Linked DNA regions of Mus musculus: regions 2 and 3 are each linked to region 1. Evidence: chromatin contacts called from public HiChIP or PLAC-seq data. All regions are on one chromosome and are shown on one strand. Each heading gives the region's core, a stretch centred on a gene start, on an enhancer-like site or on the middle of the called end of the contact. The rest is flanking DNA. Distances are from core to core; before and after follow the strand shown. Region 1 holds the start of Chchd10 (coiled-coil-helix-coiled-coil-helix domain containing 10). Region 2 overlaps Bcr (BCR activator of RhoGEF and GTPase). Region 3 overlaps Specc1l (sperm antigen with calponin homology and coiled-coil domains 1-like).

The links. HiChIP or PLAC-seq counts read pairs in DNA pulled down with a chosen protein or histone mark.
Region 2: a FOXA1 HiChIP or PLAC-seq map of pancreatic cancer cells shows a contact between it and region 1. The contact joins the enhancer-like site here to the promoter of Chchd10 in region 1. A contact is called at or near these places in 1 of 39 promoter capture datasets (pre-B cells), 1 of 484 Hi-C or Micro-C datasets (natural killer cells), 2 of 115 datasets of contacts at active chromatin or transcription factors (pancreatic cancer cells and pro-B cells) and 1 of 9 other capture datasets (adipose tissue).
Region 3: an H3K27ac HiChIP or PLAC-seq map of T-cell acute lymphoblastic leukemia shows a contact between it and region 1, with 4 times the contacts expected there. The contact joins the enhancer-like site here to the promoter of Chchd10 in region 1. A contact is called at or near these places in 1 of 39 promoter capture datasets (the C10 cell line), 2 of 484 Hi-C or Micro-C datasets (cerebellum and pro-B cells), 1 of 115 datasets of contacts at active chromatin or transcription factors (T-cell acute lymphoblastic leukemia) and 1 of 9 other capture datasets (liver).

Annotation. Positions count from the first base shown.
Region 1 is chr10:75,930,719-75,935,430 of GRCm38.p6, forward strand. It overlaps Chchd10 (coiled-coil-helix-coiled-coil-helix domain containing 10), which reads left to right and starts at 2,412. Exons shown (of 5, transcript NM_175329.4): 1 at 2,412-2,780; 2 at 4,697-4,712. Mmp11 (matrix metallopeptidase 11) reads right to left here and starts at 1,784. Exons shown (of 8, transcript NM_008606.3): 1 at 1,616-1,784. The coding sequence starts at 1,735.
Region 2 is chr10:75,068,493-75,073,204 of GRCm38.p6, forward strand. All of the region lies in intron 1 of Bcr (BCR activator of RhoGEF and GTPase), which reads left to right. Among named protein-coding and RNA genes, the nearest start is that of Bcr, 10 kb to the left of the region's middle. Within about 2 kb of position 2,014, at least 73 of the 459 cell types and tissues checked have an H3K27ac peak or open chromatin away from gene starts, as enhancers often do. A contact at or near this core is called in adipose tissue and pancreatic cancer cells, where this site is marked.
Region 3 is chr10:75,280,431-75,285,142 of GRCm38.p6, forward strand. The region is part of intron 13 of Specc1l (sperm antigen with calponin homology and coiled-coil domains 1-like); the gene reads left to right. It also overlaps the pseudogene Gm46234. Among named protein-coding and RNA genes, the nearest start is that of Adora2a, 34 kb to the right of the region's middle. Within about 2 kb of position 2,476, at least 76 of the 459 cell types and tissues checked have an H3K27ac peak or open chromatin away from gene starts, as enhancers often do. A contact at or near this core is called in T-cell acute lymphoblastic leukemia, where this site is marked.

The sequences.
Region 1 (4,712 bases), core at 1,162-3,661:
GGGAAGATCAAGCGGTCCCTTCCTGAACCTCAGTTTGCTTTTGGTCTAATGGGGATGAAACAGGTCAGTAGTAGGTATCCGTGAGAGGCAACGGAGCAGGAGATAAGGAAACAGCCCAAACCATACACGCAACTGATACACAGACCACCCTTGTGCTTCTGCCTAACCCCTTCCCACCCATCCCTACTAGCTCCAGAAGGAAGGGCAGCTTCCCTGGCTGCTAGGTGGTGGATTTTTCACAAGCTGGGGGCTGGGGTGAATAAATATTTACCGAGCTCTTTTGGCCCCGCCGATGGCAGTCTAGGGATAAAAGCGTTAGAGGTGACCAACCCTTTCTGCGCATCTAAAGTGTGACAGATCCTCGGCTCGGATCCCACCCCAGGCTTGCCCCCCCAAGCCCTGTACAAGCAAGCATTGGTGTGGTTTGCCTCGTCTTTTATCCTAAATGCCCAACAGGAGGTACCGGTGCTCTTTCCTGCTTTGCCCCCTTAGTAAGAAGTCAGGAGAAGTGCAATTCTCGAAGGCATGAGTTCTATCGCTGGCTTCTGCGGGGGTGGGAGTGGGTGGGGGTACGGATGGGGGGAGGGAGGGGATTAACGACTGCGCTCCGCTCCGAGTTCTAGAACAGGGAACTCCATGTTTTGCTTGAGGAGGTCCTGATCCACAATACCCACTCCCCTTTCCAAACCCTTTCTCTTCCAGTGTGCAGCAAAACTGGCAGATGGATTGGTATGGCTGGACCTGTCCTGGGACACCTGCCTATCATACCTTCCTCCCATCCATCATTCCTTGAGCTGGCCGGCTGCCTTAGCTGGCTACTGAGGGCACGGTACCCCGTGGGCATTGTAGATCTGTAGTGGTTCCAGCTCCAGCCCCAGCACAGCTTAGTCTCTACTCTGACAGGTGCCTCAGAGACCAAGCTGGAAGAAGGATGCAGCCATTGGGACACACAGGCTGGGAAACCCTCAATCTCTCTTCTTCCCCTTTGCCTCTTTGCACCCCCTTTCCTTTCTCTTCTTCTTTATGCTTTTGTTCCCCCGGTGCTCCCTTCTATTCTGACTGCACCTGATGCTCGCACACACTATCTCTCTCAGGTGCATTTTCTGTCGGCTACCAGGACTCCCAGACTTGTCTCCTGCAAGCTGGGGCACCTCTCTCAACTTGGGCCCCATTTTCTCCTTCCTAGCTCTTCCTTTATTCTCCATCCACGGTACACACCTTGCAGGGGTGCTTACTGGAACCACACACCCGGAGGCTGCCCCTTTTTGCTCCCCCCTCCCCCCAGACTTGCTTTGCTTCATTCCAGTGATGAACAAGGGGCCTTGGCATCCACTCCCTCTGCTACCTCTATCAACACACACTCCAGCATCCCTAGCTGGGGGCTGGAGAAGCCGGTCTCCAAACTGAGTTCAGCGCAGAGACGCGTCTCACCAGCTCCACTTGCACACTGCCAACCACGGGAAGCTCATTATAGTACGCTCAGAGAGACCCAGAAGGCATTTCGGGGACAGACTGCACTAGGGTAGCCAGGGAGCTCGCTTGGTGGGTCAAGCTCAGCCAGTGGGCCCAGCCCGCGTGCCCAGCCCTCCCTCGGGGAGGAGTGGCGGGCACTCACCGGTGGCCTGGCCCGGGCCATCAGCGGCGACGGCAGGAGCAGCAGCAACAGGAGCAGCAGAGGCAGCGGGAGCAGGAGGACGCGCGAAATCGCGCGGAGGAGACAGGCGGCCCGTGCCATCCGCCCCGGGGCTGCTGGGCCTGCTGGGCCAGGCCGGGCCGCCGCCCCTTATAGCATTCGCCCCGCCCCCGCCGGCGCCGGGACCGCACCCCCCACCGCCCCGCCTCCCCCTGCCTTTTGTTCTAAACTCAACCGGCCTGCAGCAGCGGTCTGAGTTAGGGAGGAGTGCCCGGAGGGGCTGGGTCCCTTAGAACTAGTGAGAGCCGGGGAGAGCTCAATTCTGCTCTCCAGCCCCACTTCAGAAGTCTCATCCTTCGCCAGGTCTCTCCATGGTGGCTTGACTTGTTTTAGCCTGTGGCAGGTGGTCAGATCCCCAATCTAAACAGCCCTAGCTAACAGGAAAGTGGTACAATAGCTCTTGCAAGGAGCGGACTATTGAAATGTGACCTCAGGGGAAACTGAGGCATATGGCGGAAGTTGGCCAGTCCCCACACCTTAAAACAAAACAGAGACGGGTCTGGAAAGATGGATCAGTGGTTAGGAGCACTTGTTGCTCCTGCAGAGAAACCTGGCTCCCGTTCCTAGCACCCACAGGGTGGCCATCTAGGAACTGATGCCTTCTTCTGACCTCTACTGACACTTGGCACACGCTGATGCAAATGGCTGATGCAAATGCGCACACTTAACAATTTCAGACCAGAGGCAGTCAGCGAGGATCTTGGAGGGAGGGACCAGATTTTTTCTCTACTAGCAGGCAACTGGGTCAGTTGGCTGGGAGGAAAGGGTCAGGGATGTTTGAGTTGGACACTGGAATCTCAGGTTGTTCCCTGGCCGGGGGGCACACTAGCCAACAGGCTTTTCCTGACCAGTCAGGCTCAGCCATCTGAGACAGGGACAGAATCACATCTGAGAGGGAGGTCTACGTGCTGAAAACAGTTCAACTACTCTAATCTCTGCAGCGAGTGTCCAACTGTGCAGTGTTCCCTCTTGGATGACAATGGCTCTACAAGGCACTGCAGGCCTCTTCCACCAGGCCTTCAGCTCTCTTCTGAATTCTGGTGGGCCAGTGGGGCCCTGAGCTGCTGCAAAGTAGGGGCAGAGAGTGGTAAGTTTTACTTGGCCATCTGCAATCTTTTAAAAAGCCTCACCTTTTAAAGGCTGCCATTCCTTCCCGTCGTCCTTCCTCCCTTCCCACCCACCCCTCTTTTCTTTTTTTTATGACAGAGTCTCTCTCTCTCTCTCTCTCTCTCTCTCTCTCTCTCTCTCTCTCTCTTTTTTTTGACAGAGTCTAGTATGTGTACATGTAGCCCAGGCAGGCCTCCAACTCAAGATTCCTGTCTTTGCCTATTCTGACTGATAGGACTGCAAGCATGTATCATCATAGCTAGAATTTCCAGGTCTGGTTCAGACTCATCTCAGCAGTGTTGGTCAAAGAATCATAAAATGGATGAGGCATTCATAGTCCTACCCTCCACCCCCAAGAGTGGGTTTCTCTGTGTAGCCCTGGCAATCCTGGGACTCTGTAGAGTAGGCTGGCCTTGAACTCAGAGATCTGCCTCTATTAAAGGCATGCACCACCATGCATAGCATTTTAAAAATAAACTCTTCATTGGATGCATGCCTTTAATCCTGACATTTGGGAGACAGAAGCAAGTGGATTTCTGTGGGTTTGAGACCAACCTGCTCTACAGAGTGAGCCAGGCTATATGAAGATCCTGTCTCAACAAAAGAACCCCCAAACCCTAAAACATTTATTTGTGCAACCTAAACAGCCTTCAGTGTTGCCAGGGATGCACGACTATTTTCTGAGGAACTTGCAGCTTATCAGCCAGACCCCCCACCCCCCCCACCCTCCACTTCCCACCCCCTTACCCCCCAACCTGCCCCATTACCCCACATTACCACACTTAGTAGAGGATCTGGAAGGTGGGCTAGCCACGGAGGCCCACAGAAGGGGTTGAAGCTGGAAGAATGTTACCACTTGCCTACTGGATACAAGGTAAGCAGAGGCCAAATAGATAAGCCAGTGGGGTCTGCTCAAGCCTGCCCCCCCCTTTTTTTTTTTAATTTTCTACAACAGCACATTTTTTTAAAAGATTTATTTATTTATTATATGTAAGTACACTGTAGCTGTCTTCAGACACTCAAGAAGAGGGCATCAGATTTCGTTATGGATGGTTGTGAGCCACCATGTGGTTGCTGGGATTTGAACTCGGGACCTTCAGAAGAGCAGTCGGCACTCTTAACCACTGAGCCATCTCGCCAGCCCCCTGCCCCCCCTTTTTTAAAAGATGTATTTATTTATTTCGTGTATGTGGGTACATTGTCGCTGCCTTCAGACACACTAGAAGAGGGCATCAGATCTCATTATAGACAGTTGTGAGCCACCATGTAGTTGCTGGGAATTGAACTCAGGACCTCTGGAAGAGCAGACAGCTCTCATAACCACTGAACCATCTCTCTCCAGCCCCAGTCAGTGCTCTTAACAGTTAAGCCACCTCTCTAGCCTGAGTCTGGCATTTTTTTAAAGGAAAGAGTGGCTTGTCTTTTACCTACTCACCTCACCAAAAAGTCTATCCTGCAGATGGGTGGTGATTCCACTTGGGAGGAAAGCTGAAGTCTTAATGAAAGAGGCCTGCTACAGAGGCTGCTTAAAGAAACCAGGTTTGGGACACCTGAATGGGCAATGCATGGTCCTGAATAGTTTTGACCCCTGTTGCTGAGGCATTTGAATTGTTTGTGCCAAGTGATCTCTGTTGTCACAGTAAAATAAACACTGAAAGAAGAGGAGAAAGAACTCAAGGCCCCCTGTGCCCTTTCTACTCTGGCCAAAGGTTATTATTATTTGTTTTATTTTGTTTTGTTTTGTGGGAGACAGTTCTGTGTAGCCCTGGAACTCAGTCTGTAGACCAGGCTGGCCTCGAACACACAAGATGCACCTACCTATACCTGCCCCCCCCCCAAGTTCTGGGGTTACAGGTGTGTGCTCTTTTAACCTTTTTTTTTTTTTTCTCTCTCCAGAGGTTATGGCATGATC
Region 2 (4,712 bases), core at 764-3,263, 860 kb before region 1:
GTAGTACTTTTAGTTGGAATATGTTATTCCAACATGTTTATTATTTTCAGTGTAAAATATACATGACAAAATGTATAGTTTCAATCTTTGAGGAGATATCAGAAATCAAACCCAGGACATTGTGTGTGTTAGGTAATAAACAACTCTGTCAGTGAGCAGGTTCCTACTCTGTCCAGTGGCCTGTTGTACAGTTATACCCAGCGCTCAAATCTCACGTGGGGGGCTGGGACTGATCCAGGGGCTTTGCTAATAAATAAGCACAGACTCTAACCCCGAGCCACGCCTGCAGTCCTAGCTTTTCAACTGTTTCATTTTCGAAACAGAAACTGTATCCATTTAAATAACTCCTTCTCCTCCTCACCTCCAGTTCCTGGCAGCCAGGATTCCACCTTTCATCCCTGGGGATTTGCTTATCCTGGGTATCTTACGTAAATGGAATGCTATACTATTTGTCCAGTGACTGGTGTACTTAATTCAAGTGTGGCTGTAAAGTCCCCTTGGCGGCAGGCTCACCTTTAACTCCCTAGCTGCCGGACCTTAGCAGGTGTGATTCCTAGAGAAAACCCACCTGTTGTTGATGGGAGTTTCCTCTCTCCAGGCTTTCCCACCCACAGACCCGAAGTGGCCCAGTGTCTTAGTCAGCTATCACTATTATGTAACAAAACACCCCAGACTGTGGTAGACAAAACAACACAACTCAGGCTGACGGGAAGAACCCATCGAGAGAAGTCTCTCTGAGGACTGTCATCTCCTTGGTTGTGCTGTGTAGTCACCGCCTTTTAAATGCCTTTCTCAGTATTTCCTGGCAGCTCTGGATGTCCCAATTTCTCTTTCTTCAAAAGACATTGGTCAGTTGGGATTAAGACCACTGAAATGACCCTGTAGTTAAATTTTTTTTTAAGGTTTTGGAGATTATAATTGCATCATTTTCTCCCCTTTCCTTCCTGCCTCCAAACTCATGGTCTCTTTTTCTTTAATTGTGGGGTGTGTGTGTGTGTGTGTGTGTGTGTGTGTATTCCTAAATGCATATAACCTGTTTAGTGTGTATAATGTTACTTGTGCGTGTTTTCAGGGATGGTATTGGATAATCAATTGGTGGGCTCTTCCTTGGGGAAGACTATTTCTCTTGCTCTCAGCATTTCTTACTTGCCTGTAGTTCTTTATCTAGAGTTGTGGCCTCTGATCGCCCCGAAACCTCCACAATCATTCATATTAGCATGCTTATGGTTCTTGTCACTGTTAAGTGTTTAAGCAGCTGTGTTGGTGAGACTCTCTGGGTGTAGCTTCTGATGTTTCTAGGGAACACTCTCACAGCAAACTCCTTGATCCTGTGGCTCTTAGAATCTCTCCCCTTTTTCTTCTGCAATGTTCCGTTAACCTCATACGAAGGAGTTGTGTTCCTGGTGTATTAGTTGGGTCTGAGCTCCACAACTCAGTATTTTGATTGGTTATGGTTTTCTGTAATGGTATCTATCTATCTATTCTAAAACGAACTTTCCTTGTTGAGGGATGAACTGATTTACTAATTTCTTAAAAGTCACAGTCTGAGGAACTGAGAGCCAAGACTTCATCCAGACTCTGTGAGGTGCACGGTTCAAGTCTGCTGAGGAAAAAAAATTGTCATGGCAAAGAGAAATGATCCTCAGACTGGTTTCCAATGGCTAAGTTAGAGGATGAAGTTGAATAAAAGTGTGCAGGCCTGGGGATTAGCTCAGTTCATAGTGTGCTTGCTTAAGCATGTGAGAGGCCTTGGGTTCGATCTCTGGTGTCACACAAACAAGGCCTGCCTGTGATGTCAGTACTGAGGAAGTAGAGGTGGGTGGGTAAGGGATTCCAGACCGGCTTCAGCTATCTAGCAAGTTTGAGATAAGCCTGTCAGAAAAGAAAGAAAAGAAAGGAAGGAAGGAAGGAAGAAAAAGAAAAAACACTTTGTGTAGTATTAGCCAGTGGGTGGTACGAGTCATCACTAACTCCAGGCACCAGGAAAGCCACAAGCTAATGCTTTATGAGCCACCACATCCCTGTTCACTTAGTAAGTGTTGACCAGACCAGTCATTGCTGAAGTCCTGTCTGCTGAGCTATAGTTCTCTTTCCTTTGTCCGTCTCCTTTTGTCTATTTTTGAGACAGAATCTTACTATGTAGCCTAAGCTGGCCAGTGCTTTTCTACTTTCTGATTTATTATCTTTATTTTTAGTTTCAGGAGCTCTATCCTAACCTTTCACACTTTTGAGGACCCAGTGAGCCTCACGGGCCTCCCTGTCTCTGCCGCCCCAGCACTGGGTGTACAAGCAGGTGCCACCAAGGTCACTCTCTGATGTGGGAGCTGGGGAATGAGCTGAAGTCCTAGCGTTTAACTGACGGAGCTGTCTCCCCAGCCCCCTCAAATTATCATTAGCACGGCCTTGTCCGTACTTCCCTGTTTATCCCGACTCATCCGTCTTCCAAGGCAACCAGTCTCCCTGTGCAGTAACTCAAGGGGATTTATTGGACATTAGGTACAAACCTGGCTGTGTCCTCTGAGAAATTCTCTTTCTCTTCTTCATGAATTTGCTGAAAGATGTTGTAACTTCCTGGGCTTATCCTTTTAAACCCAACCAACAAAGAACAAACCCTACGTAGTATCAAAGCAGTTTTTTCCACATATCTTTAACTGTGTGTTAGTCCTGGTTTCCTGTTAATCCTGAGTCTGACTGCTTCCTTCTTTAGGGAGATGAGCCTTAGGACAAAGGCAGAACATATCCTATGTCTCTGTCCTGTAGGATTTGTCCTACTCTGTCATACTTTGTCATAGTTTGTTAAGTGGAGACGTTTCAGAGCCCAGGTTGGTCTTTCTGTGTCTCGGTCTCCCCGAGCACGACTAAACTGAAATGAAATTCCATCTTCTTTTTTTTTAAGGTTCAAATGTAAGAGTGTTTTGCCTTTATGTATATATGTGCACCTCATATGTGCTTGGTGCCTGCAGAGGCCAGAAGAAGTCTTCAGCTCCCCCGTAACTGGAGTTGCAGATTATCGTGAGCTACGATGTGTGTGCCAGGGATTGAACCCGGGTCCTCTGGAAGAACAGCAAGAGCCTTAACCCCTGAGCCATCTCTCCATCCATGAGGCTCCAGGTTTTGATTTGCTTAGACCCTTCCGTGTTCTGGCCAAAACCCACACTTAGTAATCCCATCTAATAAATAGCAGTTGATTTTCTGGGGCCTAATGATACAGGTTCCTGTAGGAATGAAACTGTAGCTTTGGAGATAATCTGGCCAGTTATGTTTCCTTTTCTGCTGACACCCCCCACCCCCAACTCAGCTACAGAGAACACTCTGTGTCCTCCTAACCTCGTGTCTTAGATTCTGACTCTTGCTGCTGTGAGCTGAGGGCTTAGGGTACCCAAGGGAAGAGCAGCTAGCCAGTGCATAAAGGTGTCTTGCCTATGTTGGAGCTGGAAGACTCAGATACGTTTTGCATCGTAAATATGGTTTCTTTGGAGGCTGTTTCATGGGCCCTTGGAACATCCTTGTGAAGTGGCTGTAGCAAGATCATTATCGTAATTATATCCTGTGCACTGGTTGGGTCTGAGAGTAAGTGAGACATACTTAGACACCTAGAATATAGCCTGGCTAAGGTCCAGGCATTCGTGAAGGACCTGAGTGGCACTATTAGTCAGTCACACAACACAGGGTGACTCCTGTGGTGTAAAGCATCTGGACAGGCAGTCACATCCGTGTCCAGATAGCACCCTCCCCACCCCCTGCCCCCTGCAAGTCTTTTTAGTCTGGTAGGAAAACAGTGGTTGGTGTAAACCTATTGCTACCATGGAAACACCTATTCCCAGCTTTCAGGAAGATTTGAAGACGTCATTTCTCTTCTCTTATTTTACAGATATCTAGGAAAGATATTTCTTCCCTCCTTCCCTTCCCATTCCTTCTCTTTCCCTCCCCCTTTCCACCCTCCTTTCTCTTTTCTTTGTAGTGCAGGGTATCAACGTTAGGGCCCCTGGCATGCTAAGCAATTGCTTTTTTACTGAGGCCCAGCCCAGCCCATTCTGATTCCCAGGTGATGAATAGCATTCGATAAGGTAATGAGGATGAAACTCTTGCTGATGCGATGAGTGCTCTTTAAAAAGATATCTTCAAGAGCCCCATTTTTTTTCTTCTGCCACATGAAGGCCAAGCAGGAAGCTATTATCTGAAGCATGAAGTAGATCCTTAGTCGACATGGTCTCCAGTGGGATTCCAGTGTCCAAAATGGTGAGAAGTAATTTTTAGTTGTCTTCAATAAGCCCTCAGGTAGTTGGTATCATTATGGGAACCTGATTGAATGGTGTATGCTTTTTGGTCCAGTAAGCTTTTCCTGCTCTGTAAATCCTAAATCTAAGCCAAAAATATCATTTGGGGGTCAGGCCTCAAATATATCACACAAGGGGACCAAGGCCCCTTACCAACATCAGCTGAGCCCAGTACAGAATGAGCCTTCTGGGACAGGGTGGCCTTTGTCCTCTTAGATAGGGTCAACCTTCTTGTATTCTTGGACCACGTGACCTTATGACTTTTGGGGCTTTATAAGCTAAGGTTTGATTAAAAAGGCAAGACACCCCCTCCCTCCACCAGGACTCTGTGCAAACTTCTGCCAGTTTATAGAGGAAAAGTTTAGAGCCACTTTAAAAAGGTGATTATGAACTTTTTAAATTCATTCATTAACATTTTATTTATTTAAGTATGTG
Region 3 (4,712 bases), core at 1,226-3,725, 650 kb before region 1:
AGGGTTCTAGTTCACGCAGTCTGTCAGCTTGTGCTGCAGGCACCACACCCACTGAAGAATCTCAGCCTTTCCAGCTTAAGTGCTTCTGTGGAGATGACGTCTGGCTAAATACTGAAAACATACATGCTCCTCTTAAGAGAGTTCAATATTAGGTTCATCTCTGTTCTCACAGCCTTTGCCATTCCTGTTGGCATACCTGCCACTCCTTCCTCTGTCTTCCAGCATGTCACTCAGGATTTATTTTAGATGATGTTAAATATGACTGTAAAGATGATTTAATTCTACACAAGTTGAATGTATTTATTATCATCCTGCTAAAAAATGCAATTTATATTCCCGGTATCCTCACATAAGATTTGAGGTACAGAGATTTTTTCCAGATTGCAATAGATTTTCCTCAGAAATTTATAGAAGTACACAAGAAGGTGATCAGAGTTCTGTATTCCTGGGCTCATAACAACAAAATGGCCAAAAAAGTACTAACAAAAAGAAATACCAAAGTAGTAGAGGAAGCAGTGAACAAGGTCTATCATTAAGAGACTTCCTATGGACAAATGTGTACACGACCCAGGCAGTGATTGTCAGTTCATTTAGGATTAAAGACCCAAGTGTATGCAGATGTAAGGCGGCAGTAGTCACTGAGCATCGACTAGTGGGCTGCCTGTTCCTAGCTCTCATTAGCTAAGGTGGAGTTTAGAGTGAGGGTATAGGGACATGGGGAGCTATGCCTTGCCAGGCACAGTGTACTGTGTTATAACTGCTGTGAAATGATTTAGCAGTCCTCACAGAAATTCAGAATTACCATATGATCTGACAGTTAGATGTAAGCAGAAGAACTGAAAACAAGGATCTGAAGAGACAGCGTAGGCATTCTGGTCTCTATAGTAGCTTAATTCACCGTAGCCAAAAGGTGGAAAGTGGAGGTACACCAGGGACCACTGGCAAATAAGGGCATACAAAGATATTCTCAGTCCTTTGTATATAAGAAGGCTACTGATCTTTATGTGTTAATTTTGTATCTTGCTGCTTTGCTGAAAGTGTTTATCAACTGTAAAAGTGATCAATCTAAAACCTGGTGAAGTTTTTAGAGTTATTTATGGATAAAATCATATCATCTGCAAATAAAGGTGCTTATGCTACTTCCTTCCATTTGTCTCCTTTGGTCGCCTTCCATTGGAGTGGAGTGGAAGCGCCATTCAATTCTATTATGACTTCATGTACTAACGGGCATCCTTGTCTTGGTCACTAATGCACATCCTTGTCTTGGTCCTGATTTAAGTGGAAATGCTTGAGTTTCTCTCTGTCTAGGTTGATGGGCCATGGTCTTAGTGTAGAGTGTCTTTATTATCTTGAGGTGTATCCTTTGTGTCCTTGTAAAAATCTTGCCAGAACTGTTATCATGGAAGGACATTAGCTTTTGTCAAAGGCTTTTTCTCACCCCATGAAATGATCATGTGGGTTTTGTCTTTCAATGTATTTACATGGTTCATTACTTGATTATGGAGGAAATTGCATTTGATGTGTTCTTAAATCCAGATTGCAAGTATTATATTAAGAATTTTTGCATCTATGTTCATAAAGGAGGTTGATCTGTTGTTGTTGTTCTTGTTATTGGTGGGGTTTTTTGTGTGGTTTTGGGATCAGGGTAACTGTTGCCTTGTATGAAGGATTAGTAAGTGTTCTTCAGTTTCTAGTTTGTGGAGCAATTTTACAAGTATTGCCATTAATTCTTTTTTAAAGGTCATGTTGAATTCTGTGCTGAATCTGTCTGACTTTTCTGGGTTTTGTTTTTTGTTTCGTTTTGGTTTTTTTGTCATTGTTTGGTTGGAAGTCTTTTAATTATTGTTTTTGTTTCACTAGGGGTTATAGGTCTGTTTGAATTGCTTATTTGATCTTGATTAAATTTGGTAGATTGTATATATCATATTCATCTATTTCTTTTAGGCTTTCCAGTTCGGTAGAGATTGTTAAAGTTTATCCTTAGGAGTCTCTGAATTTCCTTAGTGTCTGTTGTAATGTGCCCCCTTTCATCTCTGATTTTATTAATTTGGATCTTTTGTCTCTTATTTAGTTTGGCTAAGTATTTATTTGTCAGTCTTTTTTTTTTTTTTCTCTAAGAACCACCTCTTTGTTTCCCTGATTCTTTGTATTTTGTTGTTTGTATTTCATTCAGCCCTTAGTTTGATTGTATCTTACCATCCACTCTTTTTGAGTCAGTCACCATTTATTGCAGGTTGGTTCTCAGTCAGGATTTAGAGATTTAGCCACAGCTGAATTCTTCCTGGGTCGGGGCTGGGTACCAACTATGCTCAGCTGTGCTCAGCTGTGCCTCCACACTGACCCTTTTCAGTGCTTCTTACTTTACTAATCATGTTTGAGTTCCTCATAAGAAAGCGGAAGCTGAAAACCACACAGGCTGCCAACACCATGTTAAACCCACAGCGCTGCCTTTCTGGACTTTGATGTACTTGTGATACTGGCTGTAACCTCTCTGAGAGGTTCCCATAATGCCACTGGGGCTGAAATTCCGCATCACTATCCAGTTTAGCAGCTCTCCAAGTTTAACCTCTGTGAGTTTCTCCTTCAGTGACACTAGTGACGCCATCATGCAGTCCTGGTGTCCCAACCAATGCGGATGCTGGAGACTGATTTCAAGTCCTCTGTAAGAACAGTACGTGCTATTGACTGCAGAGCCATCTATCCAGCCCTACCCATAATCTTTTTAAACTAAAAGACTGATCTGTTAGAGTTCTTAATGTGTCAGACACCATGTAAGAAGTGCCAGAATCCCTGTCCAGGCTGGCTGTGTGCATGTGTGACGTGTCTCCTTAGGCATCAGCAGTGGGTTCAGGCCTTTGGTCTCTGCTGCCTCACAAATCTCTGTTGAGAGAGGGCACGTTGTGACACTTGATTGTTGAGTGGAGAAGAAGCTGACGTGACACTTAGTATGCACTGTTCTCACAGACCCCTAAATGGACCATGGATGCTTTATGTCAAGGGAACTGTCTAATCAATGGAGAGAGATTCCATATCTTCTGTCATTAACTCTTTTAAGTGGCATCCTCAAATTACTGTGCTGATGACTGTAATCTTATTAACCATCCATTACAAAACAAGCCCCTGTGAATTCACCTTTTAGCTAACAAATACTTTTGTCTACTTTAAATCGTGCCCTGCCATGCATTAAAAACACTGTAGAGTGGCTAACTCTGGAGCATTAGTGTTGGAAGGTCCTAGATGCTCTGATTTATTGAGGGAGTAAAACCCCCTCAAAGATAACAAAGTGCCTCAGTTATATTGTGATTTCACAGGCGACTTCTAGATTTTTCAAGACCTACTTTAATAAGGCTTCTTAAACACTTCAACCTCCTTTATAGCCCACCCATCAAAGGTAGGGGAGTAAGATGGATAGTAGGAAGAGAGGGACATTATAGCCCACCAATCAAAGGTAGGGGAGTAAGATAGATAGTAGGAAGAGAGGGACATGGACCTGTTGAGAAGTAGTTCCTTGGGGCAATTCCAATCTTCATTGTCAGCAGTCCAGTTCACTCAGATCAGCAGGAGGGCTCGATCTCATGATTGGCATGAGAATGCTGACGCAGCAGGAAGCAGCGGGAACACCTCTAGAAGTAGTTTGGGTACATTTCTTAGCAAGCAGAGGTCAGCAAAGAAAGCAAGGCAAACCAATGCCAGAGCATTGCCCACTGTCTGTTGGGTTAGACTTTTAGTCTTTGCAAACATCCAGTGTCCTCTCAAGGGTCCACTCCAGTGAAAGATCTCATGCCCTTTCACCAGATAGCTTCCAGAAAAGCATCACATGACATAACGAGTCTCTAACCAAACCAGAAATTCCCATCAACAGACTCTTATTCTCTGCTCCTCAACTAGTTTTCGATCGGTGTTACTCATCATCTGCTGCATACATAAAGCTTCTTCGAGGCTTAAAAGCTGCACTAATCTATGGACATAATGCTAAGTCATTAGGAGTCAACCTAATACTATGTCAATTTAGCAGAATAGTAGTAGTAGGTTCTCCTCTAGGGCCCAAGACCTGTCTGGCCACAGGTTCTTGGCTGATAATAGTGCCAAGTATGGGTTTTATTTTGTAGAGTTGGTCTTCAGTTTGACCAGAAAGTGATTGGTTCTCCCATGGTATTTGTGACATTGTTGCATTAGTGGGCTTGTAGTGCACTACCAGGCCAGTAGTCATTTTAGCTCTCAGGGTTCACAGCTAAGTAAGCCTGGCTGCTTTTCTGTTCCAGTAGTATGTTTGTATAGCAACTTGCAGCACTGTAAAACCTAGACAGTAGTGATGAATCTTGCGGGTCAGTACCTGCTTGGTTTCTCTATGTTCTTATTGTTTCCTTCTTTTGTTTCTGTGTGACTTTCAGGTCTTCATTAGTGACCCCTTCCCATATTTCCTCCTCTACCCTGCGTTCCTGTCCCCTACCTCAGTTTAACACTTTGATCTTGTCTAACAATTTTTCAAAGCTTTTAGTAAAGAGGAATCCGAATTGCCCTATTTTCTTATGCCTTAATTAGCTTTGGCTGTCAACTTGTCACACCTTGAATTTAGTACTACATTTACCCCTATTTATTTATTTATTTATTTACTTACTTACTTAATTTTTGCTTGATGGCATCAGTAAGTAAGGTTTCCTTTTATTACTTCTTTGCTGAGGATTTCTTTAAAAACAAAAAAATCAAGAATG